Linked DNA regions of Rattus norvegicus: region 2 is linked to region 1. Evidence: chromatin contacts called from public Hi-C data. All regions are on one chromosome and are shown on one strand. The core of a region is the stretch at or near the end of the contact, and the rest is flanking DNA. Distances in the headings are between cores, read along the strand shown.

Region 1 (3,954 bases), core at 950-3,449:
CCTGAGGGCTCCAGGGGGCTACTATTAGGAGGTCAAAGACTGTAAGGAGGAGAGATCTGAGTTCCACCCCTGCCCGCCAGACAGTCACAGGAGTCCTGTAATTGATTTGTAATGTCATTTGGCATTGGCCTCTGAGTCTTCCCCACCATGCACAGGATCTTCTGCTCATAGCCATTTGTTTATATTATAGGGGTTGGCCTTCTGTCTACGCTCCACCCCCTCAGTTACCTGGCAACAGCCAGGTTTACCTGACACTGTAAAAGGGGCTGCTTGCCCCCTCCTTACTCTCTTGCTCTTGCTCCTGCTTCCTCTTGCTGTCTTCTGCCCCTTTGTCCCTTCTAACCCCATACCCCTCCCCACTTCTCTCCTCATGCTCATGGCTGGCCTCTACTCTACTCCTCTACTCCTCTCCTTCTCTGCTCTACTCTCTCTTTCCCTCTCTCTTTCTCTGCCCTACTACCCTCTTAACTCCCCTGAATAAACTCTATTCTGTGACTGGTCCCTCCGGGGGAAGGGATGTCTCAGCATGGGTCTGAGGAGGCACCCCCTTTCCTCAGACCTCCATAGAACATATCCCCCTTCTCTCTATCCTTTTATTAACACAACATTGGCGCCTAAACCAGGGACCTATTCTCTCTTTATCTTTTTATAAACACATCAACAGGTATTTTAAAGATGGCCAAAATCAACATATGAGAAAGTAAAGGGCCTAGTTCAAGGACACAAGGTGCCTGGAGTTTTTTTTTTTTTTTTTTTTTTTTTTTGGTTCTTTTTTTCGGAGCTGGGGACCGAACCCAAGGCCTTGCGCTTCCTAGGTAAGTGCTCTACCACTGAGCTAAATCCCCAGCCCTGGTGCCTGGAGTTTTACACTCAGAAAGGCTTGCCTTCGGAGAGAACAAGATCACTATGGGTTATAGTGAGTCTTCCTCAGACTCCTGAACAAATGGCTCTGAAGTCACCTTTTGCCGGAGGAAACGTGGTCCTCAGGGGAGGGAATTAGAACGGCCCCTGATAAGGCAGCGCATCCTGTCTGAGTCCCCGGCCACACCCTCACAGCTGGGCCAGCTGTAGTCTCTGCTGACTTCAAAGAAACAGCTTCCCTTGGATCCACATCAAGGACTTAAATGAGAAAAGGGTCCTCTGACCTTTCTAGTGAAGGACGGGACCACCTTTGTAGGGTGCGTGCGTGCGTGTGCGTCTCTTTCTGGTCACTATTATATTTTCACACACTGGATATAAAATATCTGAAAACAATCACCGGAAATAGTCTTCCACCTATGGCCAGAGGCTGGAGTCTGGCCCAGTGTTGGGAGAGCTATGCTCTCTCTGTTGGAGCCAGGGGCCATGTAAGCATTCTAGCAAAGGTGGGTGGCCCCGGTTTGATGCTTTCATTCTGAAGTACCCTCTACCAGGAATCCATGGCTTCTGATTGAATGTGGCTTCTTACCCACCATCGTCTTCTTCTTGGGAAATGTCCACCTAGGAAAGGGACCTTATTCTCAGACCCATAATCTGCCTTGTTCTCAAGGTTTTCCACTTGAGCTGCAACCCAACCTGACAATCAAGACCATCCCAGCCCTATCCTGGTATCTTGAGAAGGTGCTTTGTGGTGGTTGTGGTCAGCCATGTGGGGAGACAGTGGGATTTCCACCCATTCTGAGGTTAAGGCTGCTGGGTGCTGACCGTGGGAAGCTGACAAACTGTGGCTATAAGGGCTAGAAATGCTTCCCCAACCCATGCCGCCCTCAGGTCTTTAGGAAAGAGGACCGAGGCCACTCTGCCTTGCAGGCCTGTGCTGTAACACCAGGATCAGCAGGTTCTGTTACCAGAAAGTGCTATCAGGGGCTGCCCAGGCCTCTGTGGGTGACCTCCCTTAAAAGGAACCTGGCCAGTCCTCTGGCCGATACCCACAGACTGGAAGGCAGAGAACGTCTACGAAGGAAAGACTGAGAAGTCTGAAGATTTATAGCGGAGGATATTTGGCCCTAACCAGCCTCTCTGTGGGCTTCCTCAGCCACTATCTGTAGAGTTTGAGGTTTAAAGAATGCAGGGAAGAGAGAGCAGGCCCCAAACTGATTAGGGCCCAACTTTCCAAACAGACGCAGGTCACCCTCTTCCTGCCCCAAACACCAGGCAGAGCAAATGCTATTAATATCTACAGTCATGAGGGCTGAGCCTGCTCCTCCAACTCGGCCAGCTGTTCTGAAACAGGTTTGGGAAAGTAATCTTTGGCATGTAATAAAAAGGGTGTGTAAGGGAGGGGGTGCCCAAGAGTTCTCTATCAGGGCCAATATTATTTTTAATTGCTGAGAATCAGCCTGTGGCCGTTACTCAAGGCTGTAGAGCCCGGGTTTGCCAGGGATCGGAAACCAACTTCGAAAGGAGTTGAAAAGCTCATTCCAAAGACTGTTCATTACCAAGCTGTGGCTTCTTGTGGAAAATCAGCTTATGCCTGGACATTTATGCAATCCTCTCTCCACACCACCTCCCTTCCTCCTGTATCCTGTCTAGAGAGGGATCAGTGAATTTGAGCAATCTGGGAATTTTAGTGTCTGACCCTCCCCCTACCTGCACCCCACCCAAAGCATGACCGATGGCCCATTTTTCAGGCCAAATCTTGCCCCATGTAGGCAGCTGTCACAGAACCACAGAAGGTACTTGAAGGAGCACAAGCCATGGCTGGTTCTAATCTGGAAGGGAAAAAAATGAATTAACAAGGCAGCTACTTATGGAAGAATGTTTTCTTTTCTTCAGCCTCGGCCTGCATATTTTCACAACATGTGTACTCTGTTACCTTGTCACTTCCCTGTTTTCTTTGGGTAAATAACTGGGCTCTGGACTTAAGGAAGAAAGAAAGAAACCCAGCCCAGGAGTGTCACTAAAGCAGGCCTGGCTAGCTGAACTGGCAAGGAGGAAGAAGCCTGTGCTGAGGGGGAAAGCAGCTTGATGCAGGCTCAGTCTGGCCTGCCTGGCAGGCGTGGTTCACTGATTTCTGCAGGTACCTGTGTGGGAGTGAGAGACCTGGGCACTAAACTGCCCAGCCGGCCCCCGTGCTTGGCAGACCTGAGGCTGGGGAAGTAAACAACTCTCCTTCGCTGAGTCAACTGTGAAGGCCTCTCTGAACCCAGCAGAGTCAACAAGGCTCACAAAGGTTCTTCTGCCAACTCTGCCCTTCCACTGACCAGTGGGGCAGCAGGACTGAGAGAGGCCACTCTTGTGGTTCCCAGCAGTGAACCGGGGAGGGATTGGCAGGAACCAGGGCCTTCCGTGGAACATGTCTCTTCCTCCGGATCAGACGGTGTTTGGATGTATTGCTAATGGGCTCCATGCAGAGGCTTCTGTTGCTGTTTTCCAGGGATGCTGGCCTTTTCACTTAGAACATTCCCCTGTGGTGTCTGTCACCTTCTCCAGGAAGAGGACAAAAAAGCACTGGGCCACTAACAGGATGTCTTTCAGAGATGCACTGTTGACGAAGGCATGAGGTGACCCAGCTTGTGGGTTCCTTCGATGAGTGAAGATCTTTCCCTTATAGAGTAGCAATGACTCTTTTTAATTTTAATTACATTTTAATTTATTCATCTGTGTACACATGGGCACACATGTGGCCTGACACATGTTCAATGGTCAGGAGACAGCTTTCAGAAGTCAATTCACTCCTTCTACCACATGGGTGAAGGAGTTTGGGGGTTGGGCTTTGTGCAAACCCCGTATTCCACCAAGCTCTTTCAACAGCTGAGGAACAGCAACTCTCATTTACTCAGCTACTCACAACTGAAAGTCAGAGAAGAAAATCAGAGTGGGGAATGATAGATGACTCAAGGCTACAATTGCAGTACTCGGGTGACTGAGGCAGGAGGATTATGACTTTCAGTCCAATCTGGGGTATATAGCAAGATCCTATGAAAAAAAAAGTGAAAAATTAAATAGAATACAGAACCAATAAAAAAAATACTA
Region 2 (3,954 bases), core at 645-3,144, 200 kb before region 1:
CCTAGAAGGGTGGAAGGCAAAGGGAGCCTGGGGAAGCTGGCTGTTTGCAGACCCTAATTCCAAACCCTAAGTGTTTCCACGAGGAACCCAAGGCTTTAATTTGTCCAGGCCAATAGCTTGATTTCCTACCATCTAGAACTGAACTGGAAGAGATGAGCCTGAAACTACTTAGGAAAGGAAGCAACAGCTGTTCAGCCCCAGTGTTTCCCAGGTGTATTAGAACGGGCCTTGGCAGGGGCCCTCAGCACTAGGCCCCCAGAACATCAGGAAATGTGGTTTCACAGATGGCGGGGGTTAAACCCTGCAGTGGGAGCTGAAAGTAAGGTCCACACAAGGATCTGTGTCCCTGAAGACTAGCTCCTGCTCTGATTGCCTGGGTACAGATCCTACCCCTGCCCAGGATCTGGGTTATCTCCAGCTTATACAAGATCTCCTTTGTGTGGGCAAGGCCTCAGGGTTGCTGTCTCTACCAGCTTTCCTCTGGAGCAGCTCAAAGCAACGAGCTGTTTGGGCTACTGACCTCTCCTCCTTCTTCTCCTTCCCCTTCTCCTTCTCCTTCTCTTCTCCTCCTCTTCCTCCTTCTCCTTCTCTTCCTCCTCCTCCTCCTTCTCCTTCTCTTCTTCCTCCTTCTCTTCTCTTTTTCCTTCTCCTTCTCCTCCTTCTCCTCTTCTTCTTCCTCTTCCTCCTCCTCTTCCTTTTCTTCTTCTTCCTCCTTCCTTCTCCCTCTCCTCCTCCTCTTTCTCTTCAATAAGGTCTTACTATGTAACTTTAGCTAACCTGTAACTCACTATGTAGATCAGGATGACCTTTCCCGGTCTTGATTCCTCATTATCAGAAGGAAGGTAGAGGCCTATTGGGCTTCAGAAATGTAATTGGATCACAAATCCCTGGCACTTTAGTAGATAGCTTTGTGTGTTTGTGTGTTTGTTTGTGTGTTTGTGTGTGTGTGTGAGTGTGTGTGTGTGTGAGAGAGAGAGAGAGACAGAGACAGAGACAGAGACAAAGAGAGACAGAGAGTGCGAGCAGAAGAATGTTTCTTTTTTATTTAAGGTGTATGAGTGCATGAGTGCCACAGTGTGCATGTGGACCTCAGAGGACAACTTGCAGGAGCTGGTTCTTTCCTTCCACTGTGTGGGTGGGTCCTTCAGGCTTAGCCACAAGACCCTTTGCCCACTGAGCCATCTTAGCAAGCCAAACCACCTGTCTTAAGGGTGACTGGCGATTAAGGGGACACACAGTAGCAGCAGCTTTCATGGATACCAGGCAGTATTTTTAGGACCTTAGTGTCAGATGCTCACACTGATGGCACGGAGGAAGTTCCACAGAGTCCCAGTGACATTTCATGACTGTGATAAAAGACCCTGACAGAGAGGTGATTTAGGGAGCAAGAGTTTGTCTTAGCTCACAGTTCCAGGTTGTAATCCATCACAGCAGGGAAACCAAGACAGCAAGAATTTAGGACCTAGTGAAAGTACAGCCAAGAACAGAGAGAGATGAATGCATACGTGTTTAATGTTCAGCTAGCATTCTCTACTGTTGCACTGTCCAGGATTCCCAACCAGGGAATGACGCCTCTCGATGTCTGCCTGGGTCTTCTGGTGTCAGTTAAGGCCATCTAGACAGTCCCTCACAGGACACCTGTGGGCCAAGCCATCTAGACAATCTCCGTCTCCGAGACTCCTCTCCTCTGGGGTTCTAGGTTGTATCAAGTTGACAATTAAACTGACCGTCACATACAGCATTTTGCATGGGAGAAGTGAGAAGGTCTCCGGACCCGAACTCAGGCTCATTAGCAATGTCATGGCATTTTATCACTGTCCTGTGGAATGTCATAGGCTGCTGCACTGAAGTCACTGGGCACAGTCCCTGGCATGAAGTAATGACAGATGACCAGGGTCAGTTCCTGTCTCCCTCACCCTTGGTGGTGAGCTGCAGAAGCCGAGAGGCACTGGCTGGATTGGATGACTCTGCACACACCTTCCCCCAGGGTCATGAGCTCATGGCCCATGAAACTCTGGATTGGCATGTTTGGAGAAGGGTGCTGGGAGGAGGGAACAGGCCATCCCCTTGGACTTTCCCCTTTCTACCTGCTGTGAGGTGGCTTCTGTTAATGATCAACAGACCAAAGGGTGCCCTGGGTGTCTCAGGGAGTTGGCTCTGAGCCCTTCTTCCCTCAGGGTCTCCCACCCCTGCACGTAGCCAAGCATTTAATCATGTCTGGCTGGCCTGACTGGAATGCTACCTGAGTTCAGGGGGTGAGGTGGCAGGGAGGTCAGCAAGGCTCCTGTTGCCTGCTGGGCTGCCTTGCAGATGGTCCCCGGCTGAGGCCTGCAGGTACAGAGAGCTGGGAACAGGGCAAACACCTTGGCCTGTTCTTGAGGTCAGGTTAGCTCTGAGGCCTCCACTCTTTGATGGGTAATGCTTGGGTAAGAGACACCTGGCCTGAAGGCCTGCATTGCTCTTTGGAGGAGTCCCAAATGGGAACAACTGAGCTCCTATCTGAGAAACTAGTTTGGGGGAGCAGAGCAAGGGGTTGCTTGGGAGTTGTTGCTGATCAGTGGAGGAGGGTATCTCTTCCTTGTGTAGCTTGTTTGTACTTGTTGTGAAATGTTGGCAAAGCGTTGGTCTCAAGGTACAGGGCTATGAGTGACGGCCATACCTGTACTATCCTATCAGCTGGTCGTGCAACAAAAATAAATATTGGCAATTGCCAAACCTAGTGTCGTTTTCTTTCTACCTGGACCTGGATCTCTCTCTCTCTCTCTCTCTCTCTCTCTCTCTCTCTCTCTCTCTCTCTCTCTCTGTGTGTGTGTGTGTGTGTGTGTGTGTGTGTGTGTGTGTGTGTGTGTGTGTGTTTTAAGCCAGGGTTTCTCTCTGTTACCCTGGCTGCCTTGGAACTTGCTCTATAGACCAGGCGGGCCTTGTACTCAGAGATCTGCCTGCTTCTGCCTCCCAAGTGCTGGGATTAAAGGTCTGTGTCACCACGGCCCCTGGATCTATCTTTTTCTTCCAGATATATCTTAGGGGGCAAGAGCATGATCACAGGGGGCAGATTTCATTTCTTCTATTCCCGGAACAGCAAGTGGGGAAGGAGCTGTTTCTGGAGTCAAAGGAACCTGGGTTCAAGATACTCTTCAGCCTCAGGACCAGTCTGTAGCCTTAAGCCAAAAGTTAGAAAGCAGTTTAGGGCCCAGTTTGCTACATGTTTGAGGTCAGCATAGGCTGCAAGAGACCCCAAGTTAAAAAATGAAGGAAAGGTGCATACAGTATGAGTTCATTTGTAAGGAGTTGGAGACTGGGCAAAAGGGGTCTATGATAAGACAGTAAAATCCATTGAGCTGTTCTGAAGACATGAGTACTTTATCGTATTTAAATTATACATCAAAACAAAAAAGGGGCTAGAGTTATAGCTCCGAGGTTAAGAGCACTGTCTGTTCATACAGAGGACCTAGACTCAATTCCCAGCACCCTCATAGTGGCTCACAACCATCTGTAAGTCAAGTTCTGGGGGATCCAACAGATATGCACACAGTTTACATACGTGCATGTAGGCAAAAATCTTCATGCACATAAAGTAAAATAAATCTAAAAAACGTTGTAATTCAAAACAAAAATCCTGTAAGTTTGATCTGAGTGCTAAATAGTATGCATAAGTAAGTAAATGAATGAATGAATAAATAAATAGTTTCAGTACCGGGCTATAGGAAACTAATAAATTGTGGGTATTTTTGTAACAGCAACAGCTACAAGATGTTGGTAGCTCTGTGATCCCCCTTTTATGGGAGAAAGAAATGGGCTCAGAGTAGGAGAGTGACCTGGCTGAGGAGGGGGTTTGAAATACCCGACTGTCACGTGTTGCTTCTATAGGAACGTTGACAGTAATGTGGGGGCATGGAAGTGGACTAATTAGTAAATGCAGCCATCCACAACAGAAATTAATTTTCCCCTTGGCAG

Evidence for each region. A called contact is a pair of places that touch in the nucleus more often than the background predicts.
Region 2: a Hi-C map of psoas muscle shows a contact between it and region 1, with 2.5 times the contacts expected there. The contact joins two enhancer-like sites. A contact is called at or near these places in 1 of 12 Hi-C or Micro-C datasets (psoas muscle) and 1 of 1 datasets of contacts at active chromatin or transcription factors (oligodendrocytes).

The regions. Positions count from the first base shown.
Region 1 is chr6:104,460,541-104,464,494 of GRCr8, reverse strand. No RefSeq gene overlaps it. Among named protein-coding and RNA genes, the nearest start is that of Atp5pdl1, 32 kb to the right of the region's middle. Within about 2 kb of position 2,199, at least 41 of the 93 cell types and tissues checked have an H3K27ac peak or open chromatin away from gene starts, as enhancers often do.
Region 2 is chr6:104,657,996-104,661,949 of GRCr8, reverse strand. No RefSeq gene overlaps it. Among named protein-coding and RNA genes, the nearest start is that of Zfp36l1, 8.7 kb to the left of the region's middle. Within about 2 kb of position 1,894, at least 11 of the 93 cell types and tissues checked have an H3K27ac peak or open chromatin away from gene starts, as enhancers often do.